Linked DNA regions of Hordeum vulgare: region 1 is linked to region 2. A link is a contact called in public Hi-C data. All regions are on one chromosome and are shown on one strand. Each heading gives the region's core, a stretch centred on a gene start, on an enhancer-like site or on the middle of the called end of the contact. The rest is flanking DNA. Distances are from core to core; before and after follow the strand shown. Region 1 has its middle 89 kb from the start of LOC123440045. Region 2 holds the start of LOC123443988 (GDSL esterase/lipase At1g28600-like).

What was found. A called contact is a pair of places that touch in the nucleus more often than the background predicts.
Region 1: a contact with region 2 is called in a Hi-C map of leaf, with 5 times the contacts expected there. The contact joins the enhancer-like site here to the promoter of LOC123443988 in region 2. A contact is called at or near these places in 2 of 6 Hi-C or Micro-C datasets (leaf and seedling).

Annotation. Positions count from the first base shown.
Region 1 is chr3H:402,197,934-402,204,291 of MorexV3_pseudomolecules_assembly, forward strand. No RefSeq gene overlaps it. Among protein-coding and RNA genes, the nearest start is that of LOC123440045, 89 kb to the right of the region's middle. Within about 2 kb of position 1,713, at least 3 of the 3 cell types and tissues checked have open chromatin away from gene starts, as enhancers often do. A contact at or near this core is called in leaf and seedling, where this site is marked.
Region 2 is chr3H:401,329,528-401,335,113 of MorexV3_pseudomolecules_assembly, forward strand. It overlaps LOC123443988 (GDSL esterase/lipase At1g28600-like), which reads left to right and starts at 2,228. Exons shown (of 4, transcript XM_045120574.1): 1 at 2,228-2,835. The coding sequence starts at 2,574.

The sequences.
Region 1 (6,358 bases), core at 463-2,962, 870 kb after region 2:
GTTCGTCGTGGCCACCGCCGCAACTTGCAGGAGCCGAGGGAGGAGATGTGTGGGTGGACGGGAAGGCGAGACCCGGTTGCGGGTGGCGTCGTGGCGGCGCATCGGGTGGAGCATGGGCCGGAGGCGGGGTAGTGGTGGGAGGAGGAGCAGGACGGATGGCGGCCGAATGGTTAGGGCAGTGCGGCAGTGCCCTCGCCGTAACTTCTGCCGCTAACCATAGTTCATGCGGGAGAAAACAAAGACATTTGTTTACTGGAGAAAACGAAGGAGTGAGATGAGCGCGTGGACGGTTATGCACAGAGATGAGCGCCGGTGAGACGAAGCGTGATTAGTGTTTCGTTAACGATTTTGTTAACAATGATTTTAATCATTAATGATTTGATTAGACGATTGAGATGGTGAGTTGGATCTGTCCTCTCATGCGTTTTATAGTATAGATAAATGTTTGAGACTTCGTAACACATGACCGTGTGCGCAAAACTAGGTATAGCTGAGATGATATTTTCCTTGTGGCGAAAGCTGACTAATCGGCTTCAAGCTCTAGATCTGGCACGATGGTCACATCCTCCTGAATTTATTACAGACTTTTTGTCGCTATTGCTTAGTTTAGAGGTGTGTGTGTATGTTTGTATTGTGCTTAAAAAAATGTGTCCATTATCAAAGGGGAAATGGACTTTGAATTGTAGCAATGCATGAATTCCATCTATGAAAGAGGTGAGACTGCCTACCCTATCTTTGTTTTTTGGATATTCCTGGCAATAGAAAACCGCATGCATCTACTCGCACGGTGCCTGGATCGGTAGCTAAAACTTGCTTTCAAAGGAATGGCATGTACTTCGCACCGTCACCAGACACTCTCATTTACTCGTTGCGGCGAGGGCGGTGAAGGCGAAGGTACAGACAATGCCTACCTGGTGCAGATCCCGTGGTCCCACGTGCGGTGATCACCATCCGTTTAGCGATATTAAAACATTTGCCTACTGTTATCTCACACGCTGCGAGGTGGAGCCATCGTTTCCCCGGACCGTTGTCCCGTGTGCGCGGTGAAAGAAACCCCGTGGTCCAGCCGCGAAATGCGTGCGAGCTAGGGAAAACCTTTTGTATGCTAGTGAATGATAACGCCATAATAAGGAAGAAGACAAAAACCATATCCGACGTGTCATGCCTTCTTATACATATGCTTTGCTCATAAGCTGAGACCAGTGACCATGCGACAATCATCACGTGGGCCACCGTAGAATCACCACTAACTATGAGCAATTACGAAGGAAGGCTAAGAATTATGTGGTCTCATGCATAACTCTATGTTTTCACTGGTAGACTATTTTTAGGTCATTTGTATTTCTGTTCCTAACTCGAATCATCTATTTTGATTTATCCTTAATCTTAAAGCATGCTTAAATTTACCTTCCTTTCGCTAGGTTTACTTATAAAAAAGTTATTATGGGTCGTTACCGTCCGATCAAAGAACATTAACGGTTAACTTATGTTTTCTGGACATTATTTGCCCTTGCCTCCTTACTCACTGACAAGGGGGACCCACACTAAAAAAGAAGAAACACATTTTCTCACTCCTCTCTCACACACACTTGCATGTGGCGCATAACTAGAGAAAAGAAAAAATAGAAAATACTTTCTCTCACCTCTCTCTATGACTTACAGGTGGACCATAAAAAAAACTATCTCTCATAACATCTGTCTCTCTCCCTAACATGTGGGCCACGGGACCCATCGCCAGGGTCAACCCCTGTCCATGCCGGAACGCATGCCCGACCATGATTGGATGCGCTCGCCGGTGGCTCGTCAGCGGCTCGCCGTAGGGGCCAGATGGTCGCGGTCGGAGGAGGCGAGGCGTTGGGGAGCTGAGCGAGGCACTCCACACACTCTGGGCGCGACATGCATAGGTGGGCGCGTGCACGACCGATCCAGCTGAGCTCTGTCATGTCGGCCAGCTCCCAGCAGGGACCTCCAGGAACGAAATCGTGCAGGGGAAGATGGGAGTAGGAGCGCGAGCTTTCCGCCACGACATCACCGTGGTCAGGTAGATCAAAGGTGGATCGGGGCGGACGAATTTAGGAGAGGAAGGGCGACGACCATGGCGGAGATTGAGGTTCCGGGCGTTGTGTACAGGCGGCCCAAGGCCCGATTCAACTCGCAGGTCGGAGGAGAGGCGCGTGACGGAGCTCACACACATGCTCGTACATCTCGATCTGGCCTCCAGCCGCGGTGGCTAGCAATGAACTTTTCGGCAGAAGACCTACCCCGTGGCCTTCACACGCAAGCACACCCGCCCCTCGCTGGCGACGGCCACCGTAGCCGCCATGCGTGGCCATGACCACGTAGGGGGCGGTGTTGACCCTCACAACGGGCCCCATGGCCCACTTGTCAGGGAGAGAGGGGTCTATGAGTGAGAGACTTCTCTATTTTCTTGTTTTTCTTAGTCCAGTCCCACATGTAAGCGTGTGTGAGAGAGAGAGGGTGATAGAAAGAGTTTTTCCTATTTATTTTTGTATAGTGGGTCCCACGTGTAAGTGACACATGGAATCAGGGCAAAATGTTGAGCATACGTTCAGATAGCGGTCAAAGCCCTTTGGTCGAACGGTAACAGCACGAACGGACATTTCTATAGGTTCACCTAACGGCACAAGGCCAAATTTAAGAGTGCTTCAAAATTAAGGTCAATTCAGATTCGAGTTAGGGAACAAATGTAAAAGATCTTATAAATAATAGAGCAATTAAGCTGATAATTGTGGTTCCGGATGCAAACGATTTCTAAGACAACACCGTGGGTGATGACCTCAACAAACCCGCATGGTTTCTAGAAAGTTAGCATTTTGGATAAGTGAACAATCACACACGACATTCGGTCGACAACTGTGTGTGTTCGGCCACCCTATCACAAACGTTTTCACTCAACATGTGCGTGTGATGGACAACTTAATGCCAAACAGTTTCTTCTAGGCACCATGAGTGATGTATTGAATAACACAATCGACAAAATTATGACTATCGTGTGTGACGGCCATCCCTATCACAAACGGTGTGATGCAGTGTGATGTGCAGTACGAACAACGACGTATCTTTGGGATTCCCTGTGTGGGATGTGAAGCTCAACTCACACGACTTCTTCAATATGTCTATTTGTGATGGTCCTCCCAATCGCAGACGCTCTATTTTTGCATGGCATGTGTGACCGGACGGAGGCATCACCAACGATTTATCCAGGTCGTGTAGAATAGGCCACCCTATCGTCCACACACGCAAGGTGACAGTTTAGATTTGCATCGTGAAAAGGGGGTAAAAATTGTTTGTATAACACGTCGTTACACTAGTGATGGTTAGTTTCAACACTAGAAAAAAGAGAACTAGTGGAAGTAGAAACTTCATGGTTAGAGCAACAAGACAAGGTGAGCAATTCATCATGAGTGGTAATAATTTGAGAGGTGGATGAATTGCAAGGATTAGCACATGACAATAAATCATTTGGAATATATGTGCTAATGTTCACACGAGACTCGCAAGATTTTACCTTGGTGACCATAGTCTAATGTGCTAACTTTAGCTCATTATGAGAGATTAGAAGATCCTCATGAGTGCTCGAGAGATTTTCATGACTTTCGTCCAATTTCACATAATTGCTTGTTAGCAAATGAAGATGACCATATAGCTCAACATTCTCCTTCAAAGTTGATGCTTCAGATGAGGTAGAGTTAGATGCACAAGTATCATTAACAATATGAGAGGAGCAAGTAGGAATTAGAGACTTCTCATGAGTATATTGAAGCTCCTCATGAATCTTAGAGATTTTAATGAGCTCTCCCTTGATATTATTCCATTCAAGGAGAAGGATCTCAAAATCCTCTTTAAGTTTACCATGAGAAATTTCAGGCTCTCCTTTTGAAAATGTTAAGTCTCTAAATGTTTGATGAGCCTTATCAAGTTCATGTTCAAGCTGTTCACTTTTAGCTTACTCATTAATAAATATATAATTATGTTTTTAAAAGCAAGCAAGTGTTGGAAATATGCCCTAGAGGCAATAATAAATTAGTTATTATTATATTTCTTTGTTCATGATAATCGTTTATTATCCATGCTATAATTGTATTGAATGAAAACATAGATACATGTGTGGATACATAGACAAAACAATGTCCCTAGCAAGCCTCTAGTTGGCTAGCCAGTTGATCAAGGATAATCAAGGTTTTCTGGCTATGTGCAAGTGTTGTCACTTGATAACTGGATAAATCATTAGGAGAATCATGTGATGGACTAGACCCAAACTATGAACGTAGCATATTGATCGTGTCATTTTATTGCTATTGTTTTCTGCGTGTCAAGTATTTATTCCTATGACCATGAGATCATATAACTCACTGGCACTGGAGGAATACCTTGTGTGTATCAAACGTCGCAACGTAACTAGGTGACTATAAAGGTACTCAACATGTATCTCCGAAGGTGTCCGTTGAGTTAGTATGGATCAAGACTGAGATTTGTCACTCCGTGTGACAGAGAGGTATCTCGGGTCCCACTCGGTAATACAACATCACACACAAGCCTTGCAAGCAATGTGACTAAGTGTAAGTCACGGGATCTTGTATTACAGAACGAGTAAAGAGACTTGCCAGTAACGAGATTGAAATAGGTATGCGGATACCGACGATTGAATCTCGGGTAGTAACATACCGAAGGACAAAGGGAATGACATACGGGATTATATGAATCCTTGGCACTGAGGTTCAACCGATAAGATCTTCGGAGAATATGTAGGATCCAATATGGGAATCCAGGTACCGCTATTGGATATTGACCGAGGAGTGTCTCGGGTCATGTCTACATAGTTCTCGAACCCGCAGGGTCGGCACACTTAAGGTTCGATGATGTTTTGGTATAGTTGAGTTATATGTGTGGTTACCGAATTTTGTTCGGAGTCCCGGATGAGATCACAAACGTCACGAGGGTTTCCAGAATGGTTCAGAAACGAAGATTGATATATAGGATGGTTTCATTTGGTCACCGGACAGTTTCGGGCAATTCCAGCAGTGTACGAGGAGCAATGAATGGGTTCCGGGTGTTTACCGGGAGGGGCCCACCCACCCGGGAGTGAGCCCAAGGCCATAGGGTGGCGCACCAAGTCCTTAGTGGGCTGGTGGAGTCAGCCCAAGAAGGCTATGAGGCCACAAGCAAAAATACCAAAGGAAAGAAGAAAAAAAAGAGAGGGGGGTGGGAAGGAAGGAGTGGACTCCTTCCCCACCAAACCGAATTGGGGTTGGAGTCTAACTCCTCCCCCTTGGCCAGCGCACCCTTGAGGGCCTTGAGCCCAAAGGCTAGCCCCTCCCCTCCTCCCATATATATTGGTGATATAGGGCTTTTTGAGGCACAACTTTGCCACGTGCAACTCTAGCCTTTTCCACATAGTTCTACCTTTAGAACGGATTTCTGCAGAGATTGGGCGGAGCCGTGCAGGAGTAGATCATCACCACCACCAGAGCGTCGTCACGCTGCCGGAGAACTCATCTACTTCCCCGTCTTGCTTGATGGATCAAGAAGGCCGAGATCATCGTCGAGCTGTACGTGTGTTGAACGCGGAGGTACCGTCCTTTCAGCGCTAGATCAAAACGGATCGTGGGACGGATCGCGGGACGGTTCGTGGGACGGTTCGAGGGATGTGAAGACGTTCCACTACATCAACCGCGTTTCTTAACGCTTCCCACTGAGCGATCTACAAGGGTATGTAGATCTAATCTCCACTCGTAGATGGACATCACCATGATAGGTCTTCGTGTGCGTAGGATTTTTTTTGTTTCCCATGCAACGTTCCCCAACAGTGGTATCAGAGCTAGGTTCATGCATAGATGTTATCTCGAGTAGAACACAAAAGGTTTTATGGATTGAAAGTGCGTTATATAGACTAGAGGGGGGTGAATTGTAGATTTTTAGAATTTCATCAGTAAGGAAATTCCTTTTGAGGAAATTCCTCACTGATGACTAACTTGCAGCGGAAACAACAAAGTATCAGTAGTGCAAAGTATCACTACAACAATTTTTCAAGGTGAAGAATATGAAAATCAGTTTGCACAGAATGCAGACACAGAGACAACGGGTGAAGAGTAACTTGTGTGAAGAATTTGGGGTTGAGGAATTTCAGAGAAAGTCTTCAGCAAATTCTTCAAACAATGACAATGAAAATCTTCAACATACAATGTGAGGAATTGAAAGAGTTGAAGAAATAGAACCCGTTTCACAGTGAAGACAGTGGTTGATGACCCAGTTCCAACTGGTGTGACAGTTGTACATCTGGTTTGGAGCGGCTTGGTATTGAAACCAAAAGACACACAGTCCCGAGACACACAGTTCC
Region 2 (5,586 bases), core at 978-3,477:
ATGCATGTACATCAAACCCTAGCTACAGCTCAGATCTAGCTAGAAGGAACAAAGAGAAAGGGGGATTGAACTCACAACTGCCATGGATGCAGCTCAAGGACGAGGGGGAACGATAGTAGAAGATCACCACCGGCCGATGAAGATGCGCCGCTTACCTGCTCGTCGATGCCGATGCGCGTCGACGGGAAAGCTCAAAAGGGGGACAATGGTGGTGGGAGTTGGGGCGGTGAGGGAGGGGGCTAAATAGGGGCAGACTCGGAGGGAGGTGAGCCGAAATCCTCCCGCTGGTTTTTCGGCGACGCGGGCGAGCTCGCGCCATCTCCCTAGTCGCACGAGGAGAGAAGCGTGTCGCCCTCCCCTGCGTCGCCCAAGGCAGGCTCGCGAGCTACTGTCGATTCGGGTGTTTCCCCTGGGCCTGGGCTGGAGCTGCTTTACGGTTCGTGCCATGCGGGCCGCAGAGTAAATGCAGGCAACCAAACGGGTCACTTCCTTCCTGCGCGGGCCAGGCTGGGCCTAATGCAGGGAACCAAACACGCCCTAAGTTGCCAGCAAGGTGCCGCTTGTGGCCATGTGGTGTTGCGACACTAGAGAAGCGGCACAACGCACCTTGCAGCTGTGCAGGTTGGCCCGTACGTCTGTGGCGGTGAGGTGTTGACCTTCCGCACCAGCCTACAGAGTTGTGGTGATTCAGATCTAATCGACGCGATGGCGGTTACTGCAAAGCACTACAACGACTTCCTACGGCTCCACGGCGTTAGTGGTCATCGGATGATCCTTGTGAGGGTTCATCTCTTTTGATCTAGAGATTGACTTCGGCGGTGCGATACAAATTATGCACGAAGACTTGACACAGAGGAATGGTAGTGCAGTGGTCGCAGCCACATCATATGTAACTGTTGGGTTCGTGGGGAAGTGGTGGCGATAACACATGAGAGATTTCAATGATGGTGCTAAACGAGCACCCAATTTCGAGCTCCGGGACGAAAGCCTAGGTCATGCGTGAGTGGTTATACCTTGCAATTATGATGTTTTTCTTACATCGATATCTTGTTGAAGGCATTGCTCGCATATCTTTGGACTGACTTTCCGGGTGAAAACCTATATTTTGGCCTTCTAGTTGGATCCGATGACGACGGCGTTTGAGTGTCAATCCCTTACTGAAGGCGTTGTTGTTGAAGAACATCATAGTCCATGTGATGTCATGAGATGGCTGGTACGGATATGACCATTACTTTAGTTTGCAGATCGCACATCTAATCACTTTTCTTTTTCTTTTTTTTCTCGCATCACATAGGTTTGGTCTTATATGACTTTGCTAGTTGTTGGCTTGCTTTCGTGTGTGAGAGTCGATTTTGGTTGTGTGCATTCTAACCATGCAGATGTCGGATGTGTCCTCATTGTGTTATGTATCTTCTTGATGTTTCATTTCGAGTGAATAAAATCCACCCAAAAATACTTTTTACTGTCTTTGCTATGCTCAAGATTTATTTCTGGATTAAACTAATTAAAAAATTGCTAATATACTCAACAATATATTCATTCATACACACCTTGTTCTCAGTTACCCACTGCAGTTTATTAGGTACTACTGTGAATCAACGTCGAATCGAGAGCCAAGTTCATCCATGGTCCGCGAACTGCTGCTTTTTTTTACTCAAACGCAGCCAATCTACCTTTTGCTGAAATCGACTGCGCACATGGCGTTCAAATCACGGAAGGGAACAAAATGACAAGTGAACGCCTGCCAATTTCGTTAAGACCCACACATTCCTGGACCTGGGGCTACCCGGGCCACCATTTCGTGAACCTCTGCCAGGAAACGAACAAGATAGAAAGACCGAGCAAAGAGGTAGAGTCCACAGACAATCAATCGCCCATGGACAAACCGATCCTCATCACGCTATTTGGCTGCTCCATGTCCTCCTCGATTCACCCATGAAAATGAGATGGTGAGATGTGTTGTGCCTACTCTTTGCTCACCACCATTGGGCATGCATGCTGGTCGACATGGGGGAGGTGAAAAACAGATCTGATTGGCAATGCACGATTCTTTTCTATGAGAAGACCGTGTTAATTGCTCGGTTAGTTTGGCGTTTTTCTATGAGAAGACAGTGTTAATTGCTCGGTTAGTTTGGCGTTTCACAGGCAGCCTGTATGTATTTATGCCGGTATCCATCCACGACAGTGTTGTCTACATCCTTGTTGATTGTGTCCTTGGGTCGTCCTTGCAATCCTTGGACGGCAACCTGGCATTCATCCATCCCCTGCACGCGCATATATCACACGATGCCTATCATTCCGTTGTACGAGTAGAAGGTAGAGAAATTACATGGGGCCGACCCTCGTATAACGTACGCTAGAAGGCGCATACGAGGACGCTTTCAGGCATATATGCCTTCATAATGGCTTCCCGAGCTCTCCGCAAACGCTCAACAAGAAACACCGGCTGCCCTACCCACTTGGCCAAGCTAAGCTAGCTCGTGCTCTTCTCATTTCCCACTCTGCTTCTTCGGCCACGCTGCCGGCTCACTCGCTGAGCGAGCGCCGCGGCCGGTGAATACCTGTCCCATTCTATGTGGCTCCTGGGAGGCCATTTCTCGCTGGCGCTCGCCGTGTCGCATGCTCTCCTGGTCCTGGGCCTTGGGAGCGGCAGCTCGGCGCTCAGCTGCTACTCGCGCATCTTCAGCTTCGGCGACTCCCTCACCGACACCGGCAACTACGTCCGCCTGACGGCGAAGAACCCGAGCCCGTACGGAGCGCCGCCGTACGGGACGACGTTCTTTGGCCGTCCGACCGGCCGGGCCAGCGACGGCCGCCTCGTCATCGACTTCATCGGTGAGCAAAACTGCTTGCGTCTGCATTTTCTGAACTTCTTTCAGCGTTTTGCTTAGGAGCTTCTCAGCTGCGTGTAATTGTGCGTGTGGACGTGTTGGCGCCTTGATAGATTGGCACTAGTGCGTGTTCCGCTTCTGCAACGTGTATCTTCCACGGAATTCCGTCTTTTCCGTCGCCTCGAACACGGTGGTGCCAACTCCGGGAAAGAGATGTAGAAAATGCTTATAAAGAGAGAGCAAGATATATGTATACAAGGATGAAAAACATAAACAAACTGGATATTTAGGATTAATTGCTTGTTGTAAATGATCTTACTGTCCAACAAGTCAGCGTGTTTTCTTTCACTGCATAATTTATTGTTTTATAAGGTTGTAGATGGTGGAAGTATCATATTTAGTACTCCTACGTACTATTATGCATGTCAACTAGATAATTTTAATGAGATAGTATATACTTAAACAGAAAAAGACATATTAGCAAAATCTGTTTTTCTTACAAGAGACTGGAAGAGTACATGAAAAAACAAAAACAGTATGAATACAAACGGAATATGTTGGATAAGAAATAATATTTCAGGAAGTTTACCAAATAGTCCAGAAATTTTTAAATAGTCAAAAATAAAAAAATACTAATAAAACCAGGGAACTTGCCAAAGCGATTTTGATATGTATTTTAAAATCCCCAATTCCCCCACACCCAAGGGATTCCTGGTTTTTAATTTCTTGTAATATAGCTAATTTGTCCAGCCATTTTGTTATATTTATGAGAAAAATGAATCTGATTTGTAGTTCACTTTTCCTATTTCCCCATAGAAATTTTTGATGCTTACAAAAATATTCCATGTTAGTAGGTTGCCGTACATTTTGACTAGTGACATGAACAATAACTTTTCATGATAAAAGTTAAGAGTCAAAATCTCGGGTCTTCACCCGCAAAACTAAAATAAAAATCTCAGGCATTAACACCTTCAAGAATTTAATGCCGCTAAAGTTGACATGATCTCCTGAGTAACCAAAGAATGTTGGTGCAATGTCGTTAACTCGAACGATGTCATCACTACACAACTTGATAGTTAGGATCCAACCAGTGATAGATATATCATAGAAGACGAGTCACTGTCAGCATCACAACATGTGTGCATGCACAAATCTGCAGAAATTGAATCGATTCTCCTAAAGGATTTGTATACCTTGTTTATCTAGAACGAGCATCACACATTAAAAGAAGAAGTATGATGTTCGGTGTCATAGCCACCCTACCTTTCATGCTCTCCATCACTACAATCCACCGTTAACAACTCACACTCGCCCGGTCGATGGCTTCTACGTTAGCGTAGGCTGCCATCAACTGATCTAGACCAAACTAGGAAGCCGCTACTCTGTATAGCCACCTCCCTATCTATGTTGGCGTCTACCATCGGTGTATAATTGAATGAAGCCTATTAGTCCCTATAGAATGTCAAAGAAACAGTGCATGCAAAGGGCTTCCTCGAAATTGTTGATTGAAGATGTGTGGGGGGAAGTAACATCGTTTTCTTTTTGCGGTCACCAAAACATTTGTGGTGGCGAATATGGGGTATTGATAGCTAGGGTTCCAACTAATAATGCCCACTATAGAAACACAAGTGGTGCACACATTTTTTTCAGCTACCCTATTTCTCAGACAACAACGAAATAACTTTGCTAAATCACCATTAAGAACTATATGACTTAAACACTATATTCAAGCAAATACAAAGAAATGAAAACATCTTGATTAGATGGCTATCAATTGTCCGCTGAGGGATACCTATACACTCTCGTATTTTTTTGTCTATAAATTGTCTCTTCCTTTATGTTTTTTTGTTCAAAAAGGAAAATGCATCAAAACAAAACGCAAAAGAGAATACTTAAGTATCCATTAATTTTTGGCAAAAAAGCACCAGATCATTTTACCAATGGTAAAAATAACTCTGATTTTCTTTTAAAAAAATACATTAAAATCTTCAATTCGCTAAAGCACAGCAATATGCCTCGTGTCTAAAAAATACCATTTGTCTTCTTCTCGAATGAGCCGATGACATGCCGCTGCAACGTAAGAGTGAGCCTAACATTGTTGATCCTTGAGGCCTTATTCGGTACTAATGTATTTTAGGTAATTGATAGGGATTGTTTCGGTCAAACCCTTAAATCCCTACATATTCCAAAACACAGTTTGGTTTTAGTGTATTTGACAGGTTTCATTTTTATATTTTTTTATAAATCCTTAAAATCTAGTGTATTTTCCCTCAATACTCAATACACTTCCCTACCTAGTGAATTGGGGATAAATGAGGATTTGAAGAAATTGAATGAAGGTTGGGGTTTCATCCAATTTTTATGGTATTATCCCCGTCAATCCCTTTAAAAATCCTAGTACCAAACAAAGCCTGATGAAAAATCATCAAGATAATGGTCCTACAAGATCACCTCGCCGAAAGAAGCCAACGTAACGGAAATAGTCGTAGATCCAAGTGATCGGCGTGTTGTCCGGACACCTTTTGCTCATGCCAGGGCTTGTACCGTATGCCCGTTTTAAGGTACCCGTTGGAGATGCCCTAAGACCTTGCTCATGCACAGAGCTTGTATGTACGTGCTTATACGAATACTGTTACGCTCTTAATTAGTACTTATATACATACAGGGACATGGCCCTCTAAACTGTGCATGTTTGACGTCGACTAATTGCCATATAATTAGCCCACCATGAAAAATAAACTTAGAAACAGCGCGT